Regions from separate parts of the Mus musculus genome. Here all the other regions are linked to region 1. A link is a contact called in public Hi-C and Micro-C data. All regions are on one chromosome and are shown on one strand. The core of a region is the stretch at or near the end of the contact, and the rest is flanking DNA. Distances in the headings are between cores, read along the strand shown. Region 1 holds the start of Tubb5 (tubulin, beta 5 class I). Region 2 holds the start of Zfp57 (zinc finger protein 57). Region 3 holds the start of Stk19 (serine/threonine kinase 19).

The links. Hi-C and Micro-C count contacts between places; a contact is called where the count stands out from the background.
Region 2: a Micro-C map of embryonic stem cells shows a contact between it and region 1. The contact joins the promoter of Zfp57 here to the promoter of Tubb5 in region 1. A contact is called at or near these places in 1 of 39 promoter capture datasets (cranial neural crest), 1 of 484 Hi-C or Micro-C datasets (embryonic stem cells) and 1 of 115 datasets of contacts at active chromatin or transcription factors (embryonic forebrain).
Region 3: a Hi-C map of B cells shows a contact between it and region 1, with 8 read pairs. The contact joins the promoter of Stk19 here to the promoter of Tubb5 in region 1. A contact is called at or near these places in 2 of 484 Hi-C or Micro-C datasets (B cells and olfactory sensory neurons).

Annotation. Positions count from the first base shown.
Region 1 is chr17:35,836,034-35,840,941 of GRCm38.p6, forward strand. It overlaps Tubb5 (tubulin, beta 5 class I), which reads right to left and starts at 2,268. Exons shown (of 4, transcript NM_011655.5): 1 at 1,964-2,268; 2 at 595-703; 3 at 130-240; 4 at 1-6. The coding sequence starts at 2,020.
Region 2 is chr17:37,000,506-37,005,413 of GRCm38.p6, forward strand. Zfp57 (zinc finger protein 57) reads left to right here and starts at 2,020. Exons shown (of 5, transcript NM_001013745.2): 1 at 2,020-2,272; 2 at 2,781-2,810; 3 at 4,292-4,398. The coding sequence starts at 4,381.
Region 3 is chr17:34,833,933-34,838,840 of GRCm38.p6, forward strand. Stk19 (serine/threonine kinase 19) reads right to left here and starts at 2,971. Exons shown (of 7, transcript NM_019442.3): 1 at 2,845-2,971; 2 at 2,498-2,634. The coding sequence starts at 2,944. It overlaps Dxo (decapping exoribonuclease), which reads left to right and starts at 3,087. Exons shown (of 7, transcript NM_001163770.1): 1 at 3,087-3,284; 2 at 3,461-3,822; 3 at 3,969-4,204; 4 at 4,294-4,513; 5 at 4,616-4,751; 6 at 4,881-4,908. The coding sequence starts at 3,467.

The DNA of each region.
Region 1 (4,908 bases), core at 1,018-3,517:
ACTGACCTGGAATGCAGTAAGGGAAAAGGTTTAATCACTAAGATATGAGAGAAACACAAATACTTCTTAATCTTTCAACGACTGGAATAATTCAGTTGAGCAAATAGAAATCGATTCCACCTAACTCACCGAAAACGAAGTTGTCTGGTCTGAAGATCTGGCCAAAAGGACCTGAGCGAACGGAGTCCATAGTCCCAGGTTCTAGATCCACCAAGATAGCTCGAGGGACATACTTGCCACCTGCAGGAATTCAAGTCAATGTTTGACGGATCAGCAATGCATTACCTCTGGGTGGGAGATCAGCCACAAAGCACTAAAGTTGTCATTCCAGGCACTACCACCTGGTGGCAGTAGAGCTAATCTTTAGTCCCTTAGGGTGTGAGTCTAGGGAAAAAAAAATGGGAACCATGCAGAGGGGTAATAGATACTTAGAAGTGTGGAAAAACAGGGCGTGGTGATGCTCTCCTTAAACCCAGCACTTGAGAGGTAGACGATCTATGGGAGTTCCAGGGCAGCCAGTGATGCATTCATCTGGGCTCACTGTCCAATACAGGGGACAGGGAATAAATGTTAAGTGGGGATTTCTGCCCTCACCTGTGGCTTCATTATAGTACACAGAGATTCGGTCCAGCTGCAGGTCGCTGTCACCGTGGTAGGTACCGGTGGGGTCGATGCCATGTTCATCGCTTATCACCTCCCAGAACTGCACAGGGAAGAGCAACGAGGCCTCAATGTCTCAAGTCCTAAGGCATGCCTCCCGCCCCTCATTTCAATTCCAGACACGCTGAAACGAGGCTGAGGTGAAGACACTGCAATTCCGTTATCTGCTTGCGGAAGTCCCATGGAGGAACCTACGCGATGGAAGGCTAAAACCTTTCGGCATAGGACCGGTGATGGGTGGGTCAGGCGCTATAAACCTCTATGTGGGCGGATTGGAGCCCACCTATTTGGCTTTGCACCCAGGTTGGCTCCTGAAGCCAGGAACCGCCCTTCCAGGCCAGCACAAAAGAGTTGGGGGAGAAAGGTGCGGCCACTGCAGTCGCCCACCCCTTACGTGCTCCACGTGACTGCGGTGGCGGGCCGCTCCTCCAGCAAACCACAAAGGCGGGAGCAGCGCGGGCGGGGCCTAGCTCGAGGGGCGGGGCCAGTGCGCCCCCGCGGGTAGGGGCCGCATTGTCCCTGCGCGCCAGGGGCTCCAACCCCGCCCCCAAAGGGTCCCACCCTTCGGCTACAATTTAGCGGCCGCACTTCCTCCCTCCCCTCCCCCGCTACATTGTTAATTGCTAGCAAAAAAGGGGGAAAAATCTTTAAAAAGCCCCATTGCCTATCTTTATTCCCTTCCTTCCCTCTCCTTAGTCTCCCAGACAGTCTCACATATTTGAAAAGCTCACTTTCATACCGCTCACACCCTAAAGGGCAATGAAAAGTAAAAGTAGGCCCCTATACAGAGTCATTACCTAAAAAAAGCATTGGGATGGCGGGTTCGATGGAGTGTCCAAGCCTTTGTTGAGAGGTAATGCGCACCGGGCACCTCTGCAGCTGCCCGCCAAACCTCGCCCCTTCCCCCCTCCATTCTGTTCCAGTAGAGCCCTCCAGGCTGGGTGGGGGTGGCGCAAGGGGAAAACCTCGCCTCGGCTTTGTCTCGGATCGTTTCCGCATCCCTCCAGTCCTCGAACCGTTAGAAAACCCCTTTTAAGACCAGCTCTTCACAGTCCCTCAGCCTCTCCTTTTCCCTAAACTCGAAAGGCTCTTTTATTAGCTTTCCGAAAATGTGCCAAGAAAAACATTTCCTCATTTTTCAATATCAGAACGCTAGCTACAAATATGGGTTATATTTATACGTGAAAAACTTTGAGGGGCCAAATCTGACGGGTGGAGAATGCAAGAACTCCGTGAACAATGCTCACAATTAACACAGAATTCTCATCTTTACATATTTCAGCTAAAATTTTAAAGTCCTTACCTTAGCACCGATCTGGTTGCCACACTGTCCGGCCTGGATGTGCACGATTTCCCTCATGGCTACGGTTTACTGAAATAATTGTTTTTGATGGTTCCAATGTAGGTACCGAACAAGAAAGAAAATTAAGGTTTTTGGGGTTTTTTTCTTCTGGGCCGGTCTCAGACTGAAAGGATGGACCGGAGCCCGGGAGGCTGCAGCAGCGAGATGCAAGCACGACCGCAGGAAGGTTCTAAGAGGCAGAAGAGGCCGGCGAGCGCAGGAGGGAAGGCGCGCAGGGCGGGGCTCGCGTTCGCGCGGCCGGGGGCGGGAGATAGGCGGGCGCCCCGGGTCTTAGACAAAGCCTACCCAACCAGTCGCTGATTAGACCAACCGATCACGTGCCAGGCGGCCATTGGTTTCTGAGCCAGTGGCGAGCGCAGTCTTTTTTGGGAGTTGTAGTTCTCTATTGTTGTCCACGCTGCAAAAAGAAGTTAGGAATGGGTGGGTACTGTATGAGGAATTGGGGTTATCTTGTGTGTGTGTGATTTTATTTTTTCATGAAAAATGTCCTCACACGAGATTCCTATTTTCTATTCTGAGAGAGGATTTTGTACTAAAAGAGGTTTGGAGAAATGTAGTAATTAGGAGATCTGAGGTGCCAGAGTTGGAAGGTGTGTTGGACACGCCCTGCCAGCTGCCCACCGCAGTAGGTCTAGAAAAGCCAGACTGCATAGCTCAGCGGAAAATCCTGAGAACTATGTTGTCCTTCCCTGATACACAGTATCTAGTTCTTTGTGATCCCAAGACAGGAATTTCAGTAAGGCACAGCTCCCTCGCATCCCTCCAGAAGAAAGAATTACCCTTCTGTTTCCAAGGGAGTTGTCTCAAGGATTTTCAAAAGAGAAACAAAATTGCAAAGATCGTGGTGAAAACTGCATGGAGCTGATGTCCCAAAAGAATGAAGGTGTACTGGCTGGTTTTATGTGTCAACTTGACACAGACTGGAGTTATCACCGAGAAAGGAGCTTCAGTTGGGGAAATGCCTCCATGAGATCCAACTGTAAGGCATTTTCTCAATTAGTGATCAAGGGGGAAGGGCCCATTGTGGGTGGGGCCATCTCTGGGCTGGTAGTCTTGGTTCTATAAGAGAGCAAGCTGAGCAAACCAGTAAAGAACATCCCTCCATGGCCTCTGCATCAGCTCCTGCTTTCTGACCTGCTTGAGTTCCAGTCCTGACTTCATTCAGTGATGAATAGCAATGTGGAAGTGTGAGCTGAATAAACCCTTTCCTCCCCAACTTGCTTCTTGGTTGTGCAGGAATGGAAATCCTGCCTAAGACAGAAGGTGTATGTAAAATCTGCGTGGGATTTGGGCCTTTCAGACGACGCTGAAGACATTCTGGTCATCCTGTCAGGACAGGCTGTAGGGTGGACAGACTAAGAGAATGTCAGTCTTTAGACAGTGCCTCCCTCTCTCAGACACTTGCTTGAAGCAAGGGGATTTGTTTGTTTTTCCAGTTAAATGATTTTATTCATTAGGTGAGTCTGTGGCAATGTGCTGGAACTGAGCAGGAAGAAGGGAGTTGATTGAATGGGCTCAAGTTAGAGGCCTTAATGTTCTCTTTCCAGGGTTTCGAAAATTACTAAGTATCCTCAAAGCTTTAAAGGGATACAAAATGATTAATTAGAGCAAGAGTGGTTCACATGATTAGTCCCCGAATTCTGACTAGAAGGCAAGGGAAGTTCAAGGTCAACACCGGCTACCTAGAGGCTACCTAGACAGCTTGAGGTACAAGCTTTAGCTTCAGTCTCTAAATGAACAAATAGAAAGGAAAAATTAGATTGTGCCTGCCCAAACTCCCAAGAAATACGGATATTGAGACAGAAGGATCATTGCACTTTGGAGGCTAACCTAGTCTACAAAATGAGAGCCTGTCTTGGAAACACAACATACGTGGGGCTAGAGAGATGGCTCAGCAATTAAGAGAATTTGCCCTTCTCAGAACAGGTTCAATTTCTGTCACCCATAGTAGTAGTACACAGACATACATGCAAGCAAACTACCAATACACATAAAAACCTCTTTTAAAAAGAGAAACAACAACAACAAAGGGAAGGGTCTAGTAAGCAGTATCTAGAATGTAAGCAGTATCTAGAATGTAGTAAGCAGTATCTAGAATATAATCGTGTTGTACCAGTGAAAGGAAGGAGGATCCCTGTGAGTTCAAGGCTGACCTGCTAAGTTAGTTAGTTCGAGGTTAGCGGAGGCACATAGTGAGACCCTTCTTTGGCTTAAAGAAAATGAATCAAAGACATGCAATCAACATACAGCTCAAGTCATCTTTTAAATAAAAGAACATTTAACCGGGTAGTGGTGGTGTACACCTTTAATCCCAGCACTTGGGAGGCAGAGGCAGGCAGATTTCTGAGTTCGAGGCCAGCCTGGTCTACATAGTGAGTTCCAGGACAGCCAGGGCTACACAGAGAAACCCTGTCTCGAAAAACAAAAAACCAAAACAACAACAACAACAACAAAGAACATTTAAGTTACATCAATACTCCTTTATTCATTAAAAATATTTCAATTTTGGTTATGCCAACAATGAAAGCGATTATTGATTATTTCGTGCTACTTGAATTTGTCTCATTTACTTTAGGAACACGGATAAGTCATCCAACTTAAAGCTTCAAACGTCTGGCGATTTATTATGGACATATTGAAAAAACCAACGGGAAAGAACTATACAAGCCACTTTCCTGGAATACCTTCATGTTTTATTATAATGAAATAAATTATTTTATTATACTTTTCTCCTCTTTTGAAAGACGACGACAGACTTTGAGGTTTTAGCAAAACAGCTTGCTGTATTTAGGATCTTCCATTTAGGAAGATGACCTCAAAATGTCCGTCATTGGCCAGGCGTGGTGGCACACGCCTTTAATTCCAGCACTCGGGAGGCAGTGGCA
Region 2 (4,908 bases), core at 770-3,269, 1.2 Mb after region 1:
GGTCTCATAGTCTAAGCTAGCCTGAGACTGATTACGTAGCCCAGGATGATCCTTACTTAAAGTTTGCTATTTTCTTGTCTTAGCCCTTTAAGTGCTGGGATTAGAATTGTGTATGACTATGTCTGGCTCCCTATTCAGATCTCTCTCTATATAATGTGAACCCAAACTCTGGCAGGGAATCAATGACACACATCTAATGGTTTCCTAGTTAAGATAGAGTCTCAAGTAGCCCAGGCTAGCCTTGAACTCACTCACTATGTGGCTGAGAACTTTGATCCCCCCTTCATCCATCTTTCAAGTGCTAGGATGACAGGCATGTACTACCACACATGAGAGATGTTCTCTTTAGTAGTTGATAATTTTTTCTACATTCTTTAAATCAAGTTTTCACCTAGCGTAGAGGTGCTGAAACTGAAGAGGCGAGGCGACAAACCCAGTGCTATGCGGACGAGTGTAGTTAACTAAAGATTTATAGACAGAAGCATTTCTTAGACATCAGCGAAGCACGGGAAGAAGGATGCTGAGCTAGATAAAGGTGGAGTGCAGTGGGCTAGAATGTGCCTGGGCTTTCTCAAGAGGTTCTTAGCACATCAAACATCAGCTGGAAACAGCCTAGTGGCCAGCATAAAATGTTGAACCAACCTTTGTAAGGGTTTCATTTGTCCTATAGTGTTTGACTGTGTGCTGGGGCTACCTGCTGGCCAACATGGTGTTTCCACCTCAAGAATTAAGGACCAGAAGCCAGTATACACTCAATCACTGAGTCGAGGGGGTCTTGAATTCAAGGTCAGCATGGCTCCATAGTGAGTTCCTAGGAAGAGCTGTCTCTAAGAAAGTAAGTAAATAATAAATAAATAAATTATTTATTTATTTAAAGTTGAAGAACCTAAATCAGCTAATTATGGTTGCTCAGTTTTGTAAATAAGGTAATTTGAAGTCAGGGTGAGAAACAGTTCATTATTGACGGAAAGCGTGGTTTTTGTTTGTTTGTTTGTTCTTTTACCTCACTACAGGCCTGTTACATATGGATTGCTTCAATCCTTCTTCTTCTTCTTTTTTTTTTTTTTTTGGTTTTTCGAGACAGGGTTTCTCTGTATAGCCCTGGCTGTCCTGGAACTCACTTTGTAGACCAGGCTGGCCTTGAACTCAGAAATCTGCCTGCCTCTGCCTCCCAAGTGCTGGGATTAAAGGCGAGCGCCACCACCACCCAGCAACCTAGTACCTTCTATACTTTCCTATCACCCTCCCCAACTATGTTTGTGCTTTGGCTGCCTGAGACCTGGGTTAAGTGTTATAATTCCAATGGAACTTATTAAAAACAAATCCAAACAAACAAAAGAAAGGATTACAGAGAGAGACTGAAGTGAATTTGGTATGTGAAACACTAATACGACTTGACCGTGATGTGATACCTGTGAAGTGTCTGTATCTTTTTTTTTTTAATCATTATTTTTATTGTCCTGAGTCTGTATGAGTGAATGCCACATATGGGATGGTACCAAACGAAGAGTGTGGGGTTCCCTGGTTACAGGTCTCTCTGTGCTAGGTGTCCTGGAATCCTCTCTAACTACTGAGCTATCCTGTAACTATAGTCTAAGTCTCCTGTGCTTTCTTGGATTTTACTTTAGCTAAGATGTTGCTCCACGGCCCACTTTACTTGTCTGCGAAGTGTTCCAGTTTTTCTTTAGTCTTACCTTATTTTATTTGTGTGTGTGTGTGTGTGTGTGTGTGTGTGTGTGTGTGTGTGTGTGTGTGTGTGTGTGTGTGTGTGTGTGTTTTACTGTGTAGCCCAGGCAGGCGTGGAACTCACTTTCAGCTGCCTAGTACAAGGAATTACGGAAATTGAGTCACCCGTCCCTCCCACCACCCCCTACCCCCATCCCCCACTCCCATTCCCCACCCCAGGAGTAAATACTTATCTTAGGAAATGGAATTTCCTAGCGCAGCTGAGACCAGTGAAGACCAACAGTAGGCGGGACGAGAAGGCGTGGCATTCAGGCATTGGGCTTCTTCAGATCTAAATTTCTGACCTTGGCAGACAGCCACTTGAGATGTGTTACCTGCGGACGGAGCAGAACGGAAGCAGAGGGACAAAGTAGCGGATTCCTGACTTCTGGCAAGGGCCCCTTCCTGGGTTTCACGCCGCTGCGTTCTGGTCGAGGCTGGAACGCGCGCCCAGCCCTTTGTGTGGCTGTGGTCCGAGGCTACGGCTCAGAAGCCGAGCGCTGGGAACGGCAGGACTGCCGAGCCTCAAGTAGGGCTGTCGAGCGCGGTGAGAGCGTGCGGGGACCCGGGTGGAGCCGCTCCCTCGGTGGAGCCACGAGGGCCCGACACCTGGGTGGGAGAAGCCGCCTGGCTCCGCGGTGGAAAGGCTCACGTGGCTGAAACCTCGGGGGATTAGAGTCTGGGACCGGGGCTGACCGGGCAAAGCCGGCGGGCATTTCTTGTCAGATTGTGCGTGAGAGCGGCGGGGCCACAGATTTTAGAGAGCCGGACAGACGGGGTGTATTGTGGCAAGTTTGCCTGATCTTCCTGTCTTAGCTTCCTTTGTGCTATTGGGGCTGACTCCTCAGATTTGTGAAACAATGAATGGGCTTTAGTTGGAGGAGTGCACTCAGGGTTGAGAGACGTCTGCACAGTCCCTCCAGAAATTTACCCAGTGGAAGGGTGAGGCCAGGCCTGGCCCATCTCCCATGCCAGGGGGGTGGGAGTCGGGAGGGACGGGACCTGACCTCCGGCCAATCAACAGCCAAGTCTTATTTAGTCTCTTGCCTTCTCAGGGCTCCTGCACCAGGAAAGAACAATCAGAGGTAAATGAGTGAGGAGGTGGATGGAGGTACCCAACACCTGTCAGTCTCCTTAATCAGCCTGTATCTATATTAAAGACCACTCCCTGCTTTGTGTGAATGTGCAGCAGCTCCTGCTGCTGTTGTTGATGATGTTTTATGCTTTCTGTAGCCCAGGCTGTCCTAGAACTCCCGGAGATCCTGTCTCAGCCTTCCTAGTGTTTAGGTAATCGTCTAGGTCACCACGCATCTTTATGCTATTGTTAAGACTTGTTGATAAAGGGGTCTTTGCTGAGAATGGTTAAAGACAGGTCCTGGAAGACACTAGCATAGAACTGTATGGACAGGTCCTGGAAGACACTGTTTGGAATGTTTTTTTTTTTTTTTTTTTTTCCAACGGAAGAATAATGAGAGGTGAGACAGACAGAAGGAAGGAAGAAAATCAACCTCAGAATGCAGCTTTCCTGGCAACTTTTTTGGGGATCAGAGCTAGCGATTCCTTGAATGCCTTGTTCCTTGCTGGCACTTTCACGTAGCAAAAGAATTGAGAGGAAAAGAAAGGGCCACGAGTCTCTGTGCCTTTATGCTTCCCTGCATCTAGAGAGGAGAAATAGAAATTAAAAAAATTTCAGAGTGAACAAAGAATTTAAATGATATTGGGTTGTTATCACTGTGCTGTACATGTGATACTGGACTCACGCTGCCAAGACTTAAAATGATCCAAAATGATGGGATGGCCTTACATAGTCAGACAGCTTATTTTGGGGTTTGATTTAACTCGTCCCTAGACTAGTACTATGTGGTGCATAGGGATAGATAGATACTCTGATAGTCCTTTATGCTGGGTAGTAGTCACAGGCTACACTTTCCAGACAGCTAGTAGATCAGGAAAGGAAACTACACACTGTCAGTGTACTTTGTTACTAAGCTATAAGGTTCTGTTCGGTAGGCATATTACTTGCATTTCTGACCTAGTGACATTTTCAGCTTAAGAGGTCATCAAAGGCTAGGTCCATTGGAAATATCGTATCTATATATTAAACATTGAAGTCATGGAGCTAGGGGTATGCATAAGGCTCAGTGGCACTTGGTTAGCAGGCATAAGCTTCTAGGTTTGAGCCCCAGGATACCACACACACATTCAAATCACAGAATCTATATTTTAATTTCTGGTCCTGGAAGAGATATAAGCTCTCATCTTTCCAGTGAAATCAAGTCAGAGGATGAAGAGACAAAACTCAGAGTGGTATGTGACGCATTCAGGTATGTACTTTTCAGTGGTACTGAATCTAGAATTAAACTTTACTTTCCCGTGGATCACACATCCTAGAATGGATGACTTAACGCTTATTCTTGAGGTTTGTGAAAATGGAGCCAATTTACCTCTCTTGGTACTGCGGAGAAGGCTCTACCACAGTGCAGGAAGCTAGTAACTGGGTGCTACGGAGGCACTTATTCCTTACTCTCTCCCTTTGCTGATATTATCTATTTTTCTTAAACCTTAGATTTCTAGAAGTGGGCACCAACAAATTGTGGCTAGAAGCAGTCTGGAATAGAAGTCAAACGCCTAGGACCAGCCTGGCATTACCAAACAATGGCAGCTAGGAAACAGGTAATCAGAGCCCTGAATTCTATGGCCTGGGCTTTGAGGGAACTAAAGCTGTCAATCATGAAAGGAGAATTTGGACAGTTGAACCATCAAGGAAGACAACCTTTTTTAGAGTAGATACTTTTGTTATAAGAAGCAGTATCAAATTCTGGGGCTCATGTAGGAACCCTCCAACTGCCCAGTGCCTGGGAAATATAGAGTCCCATTAGCCTTGGGATCCAGACCAGAAGGCTCTAAAAGTAGAAAGAGACACCACTAAAGACATGCTGCTCCATGGGGTAGGTAGTATGTTAGCTGCTCTATAGAAGCCCCAAAGAAAGATTATGGGTGGAAAGACTGGGGAGATGGCTCGGCATGTTGTAAAGTACTTGTTGCACAAAGTTGAAGACCCAATGTGGGATCTTCAGTCTCCACATTAAAACAAACGGAAGGAAGACAGACAGACAGACAAGGTCAGCAGAATAATCCCAGAGGCTTTCTAGCCAGATATTCTTGTTGAGTTGAAGAGCTTCA
Region 3 (4,908 bases), core at 1,721-4,220, 1.0 Mb before region 1:
CTCCTCCCCAGGGAAGAGCAGAGGGTGTGGACACATCACAACACTTTGGACTGTTTTATTTAGCTTTTTGAGACAGGGTTCCTCTGTCTCCCACACCAGCCTCTAACTAGTAGGATCCCTCGGCCTCAGCCTTCTGAGTCCCAGAGTTACCTATCTGAGACGCAATGCCTGGCTAATAACAATTTATTTATTAGGCATTTTAGAAACAACGAAGAGGTGTTTTAAGGTTCTTGACATGGGTAAATGATAAATGATGGTAAAGACACTGATTCATAACTGGTCACTCCACGCTGTAAGCTCTCCCACTACACCTTAGCAAGATGTACGACTACATGAAGTTCAAACGACTTAAAATAATGCTGCTAATGCTGACGTGTTAAAAAAAAAAACAAGATGAGAAACTACTGGTAGGAAATTCTAAAAAGACATAGCAGGCTTAGGGCTGGTGGGATGTTTCAGTGGGTCAGGTGGCCTGCTGCTGAGCCCCAGGGCTTGAGTCAGCCCCTGAGATCCACGTGATGGGAGGAGGGAATTCAACCACACAATACCCTCTGACTTCTACACACACATGGTGGCATGTACACATGAACTTGCACATGCACACATATAATTTGGAAATAGAACATTAATAGGTAGCCCAAGCTGGCCTTAAGCTCACAGAGATCTGTCTGCCTTTACCTCTAGAGCAATGGGATTAAAGCCATATGGCAGTACACATGGCCAAAAATAATAATCAAATTTAAAATAATCATAAAAAAGATATAGGCTTAAATATGTCCCAGTCAGTCACCGTGGTGCATAGCTTTAATCTCAGCGCTCAGGAGGCAGAGGTAGGTGGGTCTCTATGAGTTCAAGGGTAGCCTGGTCTACAGACTGAGTTCCAGGTCATCTAGTGCTGCATAATAAGACCCATAAAAAGAAAAAAAAAAAAAAAAGTCCCAGTAGAGAATTTAAAACTGAGAAATGAAGACAATAAACTAAGACTTCAATGAGTGTGAAATACTTTAGTACAGCTGAATAAAAGACTATCGATCTGGGGTGGGAGCAATGCTCGGTGGCAGAGTAATTCCTGCTCTTGCAGAGCTCCCACATTCAGTTCCTAGCTCCCACATCTGGTGGCTCACAACCACCTGTAACTTGTACCTCCCCAGCTCCAGGGATCAAGTGCCATCTTCTGGCATCTGAGAGTGCAAACCCACATGTACACACACCCATGCTCACAAGCACATAGCCACAAGCAAATGAAATTAAGCTTTCTGAACAGATTATTAATCTAAGATGAAACTAAACAGTACAATTATAAAAGAAAGCCCAAAACTATTGAACATGGAAGTGTCTGAAGGGGTTCAAAGAGAAGATGTCTATGTAATTTCAGTGCCAGAAGAAAGCAATGAGAGAGGACAAGAGAAATTTCTTAGAGCTGGTGACAGGGCTGAGGAGGTGACTCTGCTGTCAAGTCTGCTGACCCAAGTTCAATCCTCCCCTCTCCAAAGAAAGAAGAGACTCCCTCTAGTTAACCTTCTGACTACTGTAAACCCCAGCATTAGGGAGATGAAAGCAGGAGAATATCAAGTTTAAGGCAGTCTGGGCTACAAATTAAGACCTTGTCTTAAAACAAAACTTGTGCAACTCTGAAAGCTTTTTGTTTAAAGAAAAAAAAAAAAACAGTTATAGAAAAGGAAGCACAGGGGCCATGGCCTGAGGAGGAGGTCAGAAGTCACCTGCAGGAATCAAGGTCAGAAACTCTGTAACAATATAAGGACAAAGCTAAGCAAGAAGGATCTGTGACAGCCTCTAAGGAGGAACTGCCCTAGTTAAAAGGAGCCCAGAGAGGTATGTAGCAGCAGAGAGCCGTTCACAGTGTTCTGACCTTCAACTCAGGCAGAGGTCTGAGAGTTCCTATAAAACAGAGACTGAAATCTGCCCACTGTGGATTTTTTTTGTGTGAAGAGACATGGCCCTGGCTTTCAATCGCCTTCTAAACTTGGCCACGAGGTTACATCACTCCTCTAGTCTCCCTAAGTATCTCATTTAGCCCCTATGCCTTGTGCACCACAGCCTAGAATGATCTGCAGCGTCATAGCCCACTGTCTCATACATCTATAATCTGCAACTCAGTGTACGCACATCAGGCAAGCAGCTACTCGGTGCCTCCCTCCTCTAGTCAATCCCCTAATCACTAACTGATCACTTGGGAAATCTGGGAATTAACACTAGACTCATCTCTCTCCTTCAGTCAATCTCTCTCACCGGTGACCTTCAGTACACCTTTGTCCGCGCTCACTAACCTTCTCTAACAGCCATCACCTGTCAGATGTGACATCTGCCTGCAGTTCCAAACCCCTGGGATTTGCTCTGCATTTGCCTTGGCCTAACGCCTGCTGACGGACGACTGAGTGTCTGAGCGACAGGGACTTGGCGAGTGCCCTCGAGGCTGCGGGTCGGAGGGCCGGGGCTGGTGGGGGGGGGACACGCCAAAGGTCTCCAAGGTGCTCACCAGTTGTAGGTCGGCCACCGTCCGGTCTGGCACCAGACTGTACACTTGGCTCCTCAGCGCGATGGGCGGCAGCGCATCCTCGAACAGCCCCCGGGGAAACAGCTTCACGAGCTCCTCGATGGCCTCGCGCGCCGAGCCTGTGGTGGAGCAAGCGCGTGGTCAGGTCCGGGTGGAGAGCGAGGGTGGAGACAGCGCGGAGGTTCGGACGCCCCAGCCCTCAGAGTCGCTGCCCAGCGCCTGGGTTGCCATGGTTACTACCCTAGGTCCTCCTCCTCCTCCTCCTCCTCCCCCCCCTCCTCCAAGGGTGGATACCCTCGGGCTTTCCGCGCCCAGGTTGCCATGGTTACCTGCTCTTGTTCTTAAAGGATCCGCTCTCACGGGCCCCGGCGCCCGCCTCCGCTTCACCCCAAAAGCCTCAGACGCCAGGAGCCGTCTCTTGCGATTCATAACCCGGATTTCAGGATTCCGGGAAAGGAGTCCCGAAGACCGCGTCTTCCGGCACAGAATAATGACGACGGGCCCTCTGGCTGGTCGTCTGAGTTTGATGACGAAGGCAGCCTCACTTCCGTCGCCCGCACCGCTGCTGATTGGCTCCCGACCAGAGCGCTCACTGGGGCGCGCCGAGGCGCGAGTGGCCCGCCTGGGTTCCCGCTCCGGTGCAGACGGACCTCGCCCACTCCGACGCTGAGGGCGGATGAGAGCGTCATCAGAAACAGCAACTCCGTGTTTGCATCCTTCTCCGGCTTCTGACGTGCGGCCCTGACGCCGTAGCCTCGAGGAGGTGGAGGTCGGTCAGGGTGGGGAGCTTTGAGGTAACCAAGTCTTAGCTTCAACCCCCAAACTCCTCAAGCTCGCCGCGTTCGTTGGTCCGTGGGTGGGAACGAGGCGCCCGGCTCCTGACACGCAGAGCCCAAACCTGGAAGCTCACTCGCTCCTTATCCACTGGAAACGCTTTCCTCGCAGGACCTCATGGAACCCAGAGGGACTAAGAGAAAAGCGGAGAAGACAGAGGTGGAAAAGCCTTTGCACAAACTCCCCCGGGCAGTCCCTTTACTGCGGACACAGCCCTCTCTGTACTCGGGACCCTTCCCGTTCTACCGGCGTCCATCCGAACTGGGCTGCTTCTCCCTGGACGCACAACGCCAGTACCATGGAGATGCCCGAGCCCTCCGCTACTACAGCCCCCCTCCCATCAACGGCCCAGGCCCGGACTTTGACCTCAGAGATGGATACCCTGACCGATACCAGCCCCGGGACGAGGAAGTCCAAGAGAGGTTGGACCATTTGCTGCGCTGGGTCCTGGAACACCGGAACCAGCTGGAGGGGTGAGCCCGGTGCAACGCAGAAGCTGACCTGGTGACCCGGCTTTCTCTTCTGAAGTTGGGAAAGCCAAATGGTCTTTAGTGGGGACTTTGAGTCAACAGAAGTAAAACTCGAGTCAGACCATAAACCCCGCATTCTTCCCTCCCAGGGGTCCCGGCTGGCTGGCAGGGGCCACGGTGACATGGAGAGGGCACCTGACAAAATTGCTGACCACGCCGTATGAGCGGCAGGAGGGCTGGCAGCTGGCAGCCTCCCGGTTCCAAGGGACACTGTACCTAAGTGAGGTGGAGACCCCGGCTGCTCGGGCCCAGAGGCTTGCACGGCCACCCCTCCTCCGGGAGCTCATGTACATGGGCTACAAATTTGAGCAGTACATGTGCGCAGGTGAGAGTCGTCGCAGCCGTGCGGTCCCTCTCCCCTTCCACAGAGGTCGAGATCCCCTTCCTCTGCTGCTGCCTTCTCTTCTTGTGCAGACAAACCCGGAGGCTCCCCAGACCCCTCTGGGGAAGTTAACACCAACGTGGCCTACTGCTCTGTGCTACGCAGCCGCCTGGGAAACCACCCTCTCCTGTTCTCCGGGGAGGTAGACTGCCTGAACCCCCAGGCTCCTTGCACACAGCCTCCCTCCTGCTACGTGGAGCTCAAGACATCCAAGGAGATGCACAGCCCTGGCCAGTGGAGGAGCTTTTACAGGTTCTGGCCGGGGCCGGGACTGACGGGGGGGGGGGTTGGGGGGGGGTTGGGGGGGGTTGGGGGGGGTGGAGGGTCCTGCTGACCCTTTGCCTCTCCCGTCAGACACAAGTTGCTGAAATGGTGGGCTCAGTCGTTCCTCCCGGGGGTCCCACATGTTGTTGCCGGCTTCCGGAACCCAGAAGGTTTCGTCTGTTCCTTAAAGACCTTTCCTACCATGGAGATGTTTGAAAATGTCAGGGTAAGGCAGGTGTCAGAGTGGCCATCTGTTTCCCCACCCCCTGTACCAAGTCCTCAGACCCAGTGCCCCTTTGCCACCTGCCTTTTCCTCTTTCCACCCCCAGTCTTCTGCCTCTTGTGCCCCCTCCAGAATGACCGAGAAGGCTGGAATCCCTCTG